2 separate regions of the Astyanax mexicanus genome follow, and region 2 is linked to region 1. Evidence: chromatin contacts called from public Hi-C data. All regions are on one chromosome and are shown on one strand. Each heading gives the region's core, a stretch centred on a gene start, on an enhancer-like site or on the middle of the called end of the contact. The rest is flanking DNA. Distances are from core to core; before and after follow the strand shown.

Region 1 (2,996 bases), core at 259-2,758:
TTGCACTTGCAGCTGTCTGTGGAATAGCAGCCTGCAACAAAGTCAACCGTCCTGCAGAAGAGAACGAGTACATCATAATTTAAAGGGACAGTTTACAAACAAAACAAACAAACAAGCAAACAAACAAACACCCATAAAACTAATTAGCAAAGACGTGTTTGGTGTCTGATGTTTGCTTCTGTAATCTTGCAATAAAGCTATACAGTCAAACGAAAATCTAGGCCGGTCATGGTTTTTACAACATACAGGAAAATAAAGAGAGACCATTTTTACAAATTGATTATACTTAAATTTTACCAAATTGAAAACCTCTAGATATATGGATGTATAAACAAGAGGAAGCAATTCAAACCAAGCTAAACTGCTTGAATTATTATCCAAAAGCAGTGTGTAAAACTGGTGGAGGAGAACTTGCCGAGATGCAAGAAAACTGACAAACCTGGATTACTCCACCAAATATTGATTTCTGAAATCTTGAAACTTTATGAATATAACCTTGTTTTCCTTGCATTATTTGAAATCTGAAAGCTTTGCATCTTATGGTAATTTCAGCCATTTCTCATTTTCTGTAAATAATGACAGTATTTTTATTTGGAATTTGAGGGAAATGTCACTGTAGTTTACAGAATAGAACAACAATGTTAATTTTACTCAAACATATATCTATAAATAGCAAAATCAGATAAACTGAATTGGTCAGTATATATCACTGCAACATAAAATAATTATTTACAGGTTTCTGACAGAAGCAAATAATTTTCTACTCCAGATTCCATCTGGCAACTTCTATATGTAAAAAAACATCAATGACAGCAGTGGATAATACAGCCACTCTTACCTGTTTGGTGGCATGTCTGTTGAAAACAGCTCGATCTCTGTATCAGCTAGAAGCACAGCTTTCATTCCTCTCGTACAGAGGAGACTGTCGCAGTAAATGCAGTTCACCTGTGTAACGCATTTATTCTTAAAATTAGAAGTAGACATTGTGCTGCCTCGTATGCGGTGAAACACTTGGTTAGTTAACTAGCTAACCTAGCGTTACCAGTCTGACCTGTAATATTGACTAGCTAGTATATAGAGTAGCTGAAACGAATTATTGACTCAATAGTTAACTAGCTAATTTAATAGCTAGTAAAGTGAATTTATTACAAAATCTAACCGAGGAACTCGCATCAAAGCTTAGGCAGCTAGTGCTAACTAGCCAACTTAAGCAGCTAGCGTTAAACTGCTCAGCTAACTACGATCTGTGCGCTATTTAAACAGGATGTTAGCCGAGTAGTTAACCAAGCTAATGCTAGCTACCTAGCTAGCAGCTGTTCTTAATTCGTATTTTAAGGCTGTACGACAGCCCTAACTATACATATTATGGGTTTTAAACGGGTAAACGCGGGTATACGAGACAAACGAGCAGTAAAAAGCTCAGTTTGAGCTCTTATTAACCCGCCGCGGTGTTAAACGCTCGGCTCGCTAAGCTAGCTACGTTTGTTTACGTCCCCATAAAGCCCCTTTATTAGCTTCCTGAAACATTTTCAAACAGCTTCAGCCGCGGTACTGATTGGTTAACACTGCAGTGCCCTTCTCTGGTTGGTTAAAGCTGCGGCACTCTCTTTCATCGAAAGAAGTGATTACAAATATTATAAAATAATAATAATTTATTAATGATCATATTTATCATATATATAAATGCTGCCACATATAGACTAATGCTGAATTAAGTTTGTCATCAATATTTAGTATTTTTTCTGTTGGCAAAATAAAATAATTGTAATAAACAATGCAATCGTCATTTTACTATCATATTACTATATTTAAGCCACTAAAATAGTAATACTATAATAATATAATAATAATACAATTAGACTTAAATTAAAGAGTAAAAATGTTTAATTAAGAATAATCAGACACATAATGAGATCAATCGTGAATATAAAGTAGTATTTAAAAAAACAACAACCCTGTAGTGTTTCATTTGTTCGTTTAAAGAAAGAAATGCATATTAAATAGAGTTGCTAATTTAAAAATGTTAAAATTGTATTTAATATTATTATTATCATATAAATAATAAAAAATCTTGCTGTACACATTAAAGTATATATTATACAAAGAAGCATAAAAATATTTACGATAAAAAAAATCAAATAAGATGTATAAAAACGTACACGCTCAAAACAAAAAAAAGCTCAAAACAAAAAACTGAAAGTCTGAAAACTTCATATACATTTATAATGTTAAAAATGTAATGTCTTGTATTGTGGATTTTGAGGAATTTCGGAGCACATCCGCTTGGTCCAGCCAATGGGAGCGGTGGGGGGTTGTCCGCTGTGTCCATGAACAGAGGCGGGGTTAGAGTTGGGAAAAACTCCGAGATAACATTATACTGCTGAACTACGAGCACGAAAGATTAAGTAGAAGAACTTGATCATATTAAAGATGCTGTAAAGGAATGGAAATCGCCTGTGGAGGTAAGTTAACTGTTTTACCCTGTTTGTGGTGGGAGAGCTCGTGACTGTGTGTTTAGTAATGCTGTAGTAATCTGGGTGAGGATGTGTTAAACTGGGAAACTCTACTAAAGTAAAGCGGGAGAGAGAGCGAGTACAGAGGGCTGACTCCTTTAGTGCCTTTTCTTTGTGGGAACTTTTGATCGAGGACTTACCGTTAGTTTGGTTTCTCTGTATAAATTGTGCTGATATAAAGAATTAATTGATACATCTAATCTGTTAACCTATGTCTATTTTACCAGTTGTAACGAATAGTTTGGGTAAACAGCCTGTTTAGGAGTCTTATGTTAATATGATAAAAGTAGGGCACTACTATAATAGTCCATTTATTAGTATACAGCTAGTATGGTTGTATAAGGTTTCATATATGTTTAAATGTAGACAGCAGTGAACCGTGTAGTGTTTAAATACTGTGGCTTTACAGCTGTATGAGTAACTATAGTATAAAATAATGAGATTTGGTACAGAACATTAAGTATGTTTAATCGTTAGAGGACT
Region 2 (2,816 bases), core at 32-2,531, 130 kb after region 1:
CCACCTGCATCTTTTGACTAGCAACAGGGCTTGTGAATATATCTACACCGATGGCCGTGGTGGTCTCAAAATGAGGTGTTTTCAGATAAATTTCTGGAGTATTGCTATTTTAACAATGGAAAACCCAGGTGCACCACTCACTAAAAACAACTTGGACAGACATGAACTGTCAGTTTATTGCTATCTTGTCAACAAGGGTGTTCTTGTTACACACAAATGGACACGCAAGACTGCACACACCCACAGTGTCAGTTAGCAGCTATGCCAACTTTTACATCATTATTGAACAGAATATGTAAATGAGCAGGTCACTTTCTATTGCTGTGAAAGGGTTGGACATGTCCAGGTAGCTGCGCCCATGAAATAACAATCCACCTTCAGTCAGAGTGCACCTGACTCTTAAAGAGAATGGCAAGTGATGCACGCTGATTGCTTTATTTCACGTTACGTCCAAAGCACACACCCGGGATTAAATAAGAGGATTAGTACATGCCTTTTGCACGCTTCGAGCCGCACAAGATGTACTTTTCCTGTCGTTACGATAGCAAAGACACATTGACACAAGCTGTTCGGTGCACAGTTGACGGCTCACCTTTAGACCGCTAAAATAGGGCCCAATAAACGGAAGACTTTGAATCTTGGGACAAGGCCAGATACAAAAACCTTTTAAATTACAAACTTTTTATTATTATTATTATAATTATTATTATTATTATTCATATGAAGGATAATAATGGTTTAATAGCTGCAGGCTGAGTGCAGCTGTTGGGATTCATGTAGAGCAAAATATAAGCAGTTTGAAGTGAAAATGATACACATATATCACATAATGATGGCATTTATCTCTCTTTCTCTCTCTCTCTCTCTCTCTCTCTTCTGGTGAACATCAGTGGACGGAACTCGACTGTGCGGAAACAGGTAATTTCCATCTCCCAGTGGGACTGTGTCCGTGTCTGTGTGTGAGTGTGTGTTTACACAAGACCCTCCACCAATCACGTGTCCCGCTGTGTCCACCTGCTTCACATAACTCCATTCTTTTCTTTTTATCGCTACTATTAGACGCTCACGTCATGTGAAATCCTTCCCTTGTTATTATATTTTGTGTAAAACACAAACAAACACACCCACACACACACACTCATAAAGTTACATCTCCTTCACCGCTGTGTGTACCATCAAACGCCGGTTGCCATGAATACACCCCCCCAGAGACCCATTCACTGGTGTGATCCTGAGGGGAGCTGAGGTGTTAAGCGCTCTCCGTGCCCATGCCCAGCAACTCCTTACCCACCTCCTTTTTCCTTTTCCTGGCACAGCCTCCCTGTAATCATCGTCTGGGCCTGCAGGATAAATTTAGCATGTTCTTCTATTTCCACCTAAAACTCTACTGCCTCTACATCCGAGGCATTCTAACCCACAATGAACAAAGAGTAAACAAAAAAATCCATATAATCATCCATTCAGAGTCTCCAGCTCACACACTGCAGGGTTCCTGTTGCCCCCTAGTGAGAAGAGGAAAGCATTACACTGTACACTGCAGTGTGATTTCATTGTGACAAGAAATGGGAATTCTCATTTTGGTGTTTAATCGAGTAATCTGTTTGTACAAATCCTAAAAAAAGCCTTTAAGCCTATACCTACACTACAGGTTTATGTGTTAGGGTTGTCACTATCAACTACATTAGTTATAGAGTAGTTAACATATTATTTTTGATGATTAATCGAATGATTAGTTTGTACAAAACCCAACACTAAACTGTGCTTTTGCAACTAATCAAAAACAGACCCTTTCGAGATCCTCAAATCAAACATGCACCTTCTAGATTATATAAGGAAGCCCTTAACCCTATATTTTCACTTACGTTCATGTGTTAGGGTCTTTGCAATAATTTTACATCAGTTATAGAGTAGTTAAGTGACATTTATGGTGATTATTTGAGTAATCAAAAACTTTACAAAATGAAAAACAATACATTTGGACATGACTGAACAATAATAAAGCATTTTAAATAATCTAAAATAAAACTTTCAGCATGGATCTGCACGTATGTTTGTCCATTATGGTTGTCACTATCAATTACATTAGTTATAGAGTAGTTAAACAGTCATTTTAACCAACAACAGACCCTTCCTAGACCTTAAAAGGAAGCCTTTAAGTCTGTATCTGCAATTGTATTTGTGTGTTAGGGTCGTCACTATTTATTTTATTCGTTTTAATGTAGTTAAACGATTACTTTTTGCAGACTATTTGAGTAATCAAAGATTTTACAGAATCCAAAACAATACATTTGGACATGACTGACCAATAATAAAGCATTTTAATTATTTTAAAAAAGAACCTTTCAGCGTGGATTTGCACATATGTTTGTCTGTTGTCACTATGAATTACATTAGTTTTAGAGTAGTTAACCAATACTTTTTGGCCATTAATCGAATAATCTGTGTGTACAAAAGCCCAACAATAAAATTGGAATTAACTAATCAAAAACAGACCCTTTCTATTCTAGACCTTAAAAGAAAGCCTTCAAGCCTAAACCTGCACTTATGTTTGTGTGTTGAGTGCTTGATTTTAATAATGCAATGTAAAAACAATTACCACAAAAGGCTAAACAATCCAATAGGCCAATAACAAACCATTTTAAAGCTACATTATATTGCGGTTTAAGCCAATATCTGGACACATGTTGGTGTATTATGGCTTTCATTGTCTATGATACTTGTAATTTGATAATTTACTGATTATTTTATGAGTTAATTGATTATTCACAGCCTTTAAAACACATGTAAAACACCATAAATAAACATATATTGCATAT

Evidence for each region. Hi-C and Micro-C count contacts between places; a contact is called where the count stands out from the background.
Region 2: a Hi-C map of muscle shows a contact between it and region 1, with 10 times the contacts expected there. The contact joins the enhancer-like site here to the promoter of fam72a in region 1. A contact is called at or near these places in 2 of 3 Hi-C or Micro-C datasets (both in muscle).

What each region holds. Positions count from the first base shown.
Region 1 is chr24:21,180,000-21,182,995 of AstMex3_surface, forward strand. It overlaps fam72a (family with sequence similarity 72 member A), which reads right to left and starts at 1,509. Exons shown (of 4, transcript XM_007247751.4): 1 at 839-1,509; 2 at 1-51. The coding sequence starts at 984. It overlaps srgap2 (SLIT-ROBO Rho GTPase activating protein 2), which reads left to right and starts at 2,355. Exons shown (of 23, transcript XM_049471447.1): 1 at 2,355-2,462.
Region 2 is chr24:21,305,605-21,308,420 of AstMex3_surface, forward strand. srgap2 (SLIT-ROBO Rho GTPase activating protein 2) reads left to right here. Exons shown (of 23, transcript XM_049471447.1): 13 at 891-918. Among protein-coding and RNA genes, the nearest start is that of ikbke, 36 kb to the right of the region's middle. Within about 2 kb of position 1,282, the one cell type or tissue checked has an H3K27ac peak away from gene starts, as active enhancers do.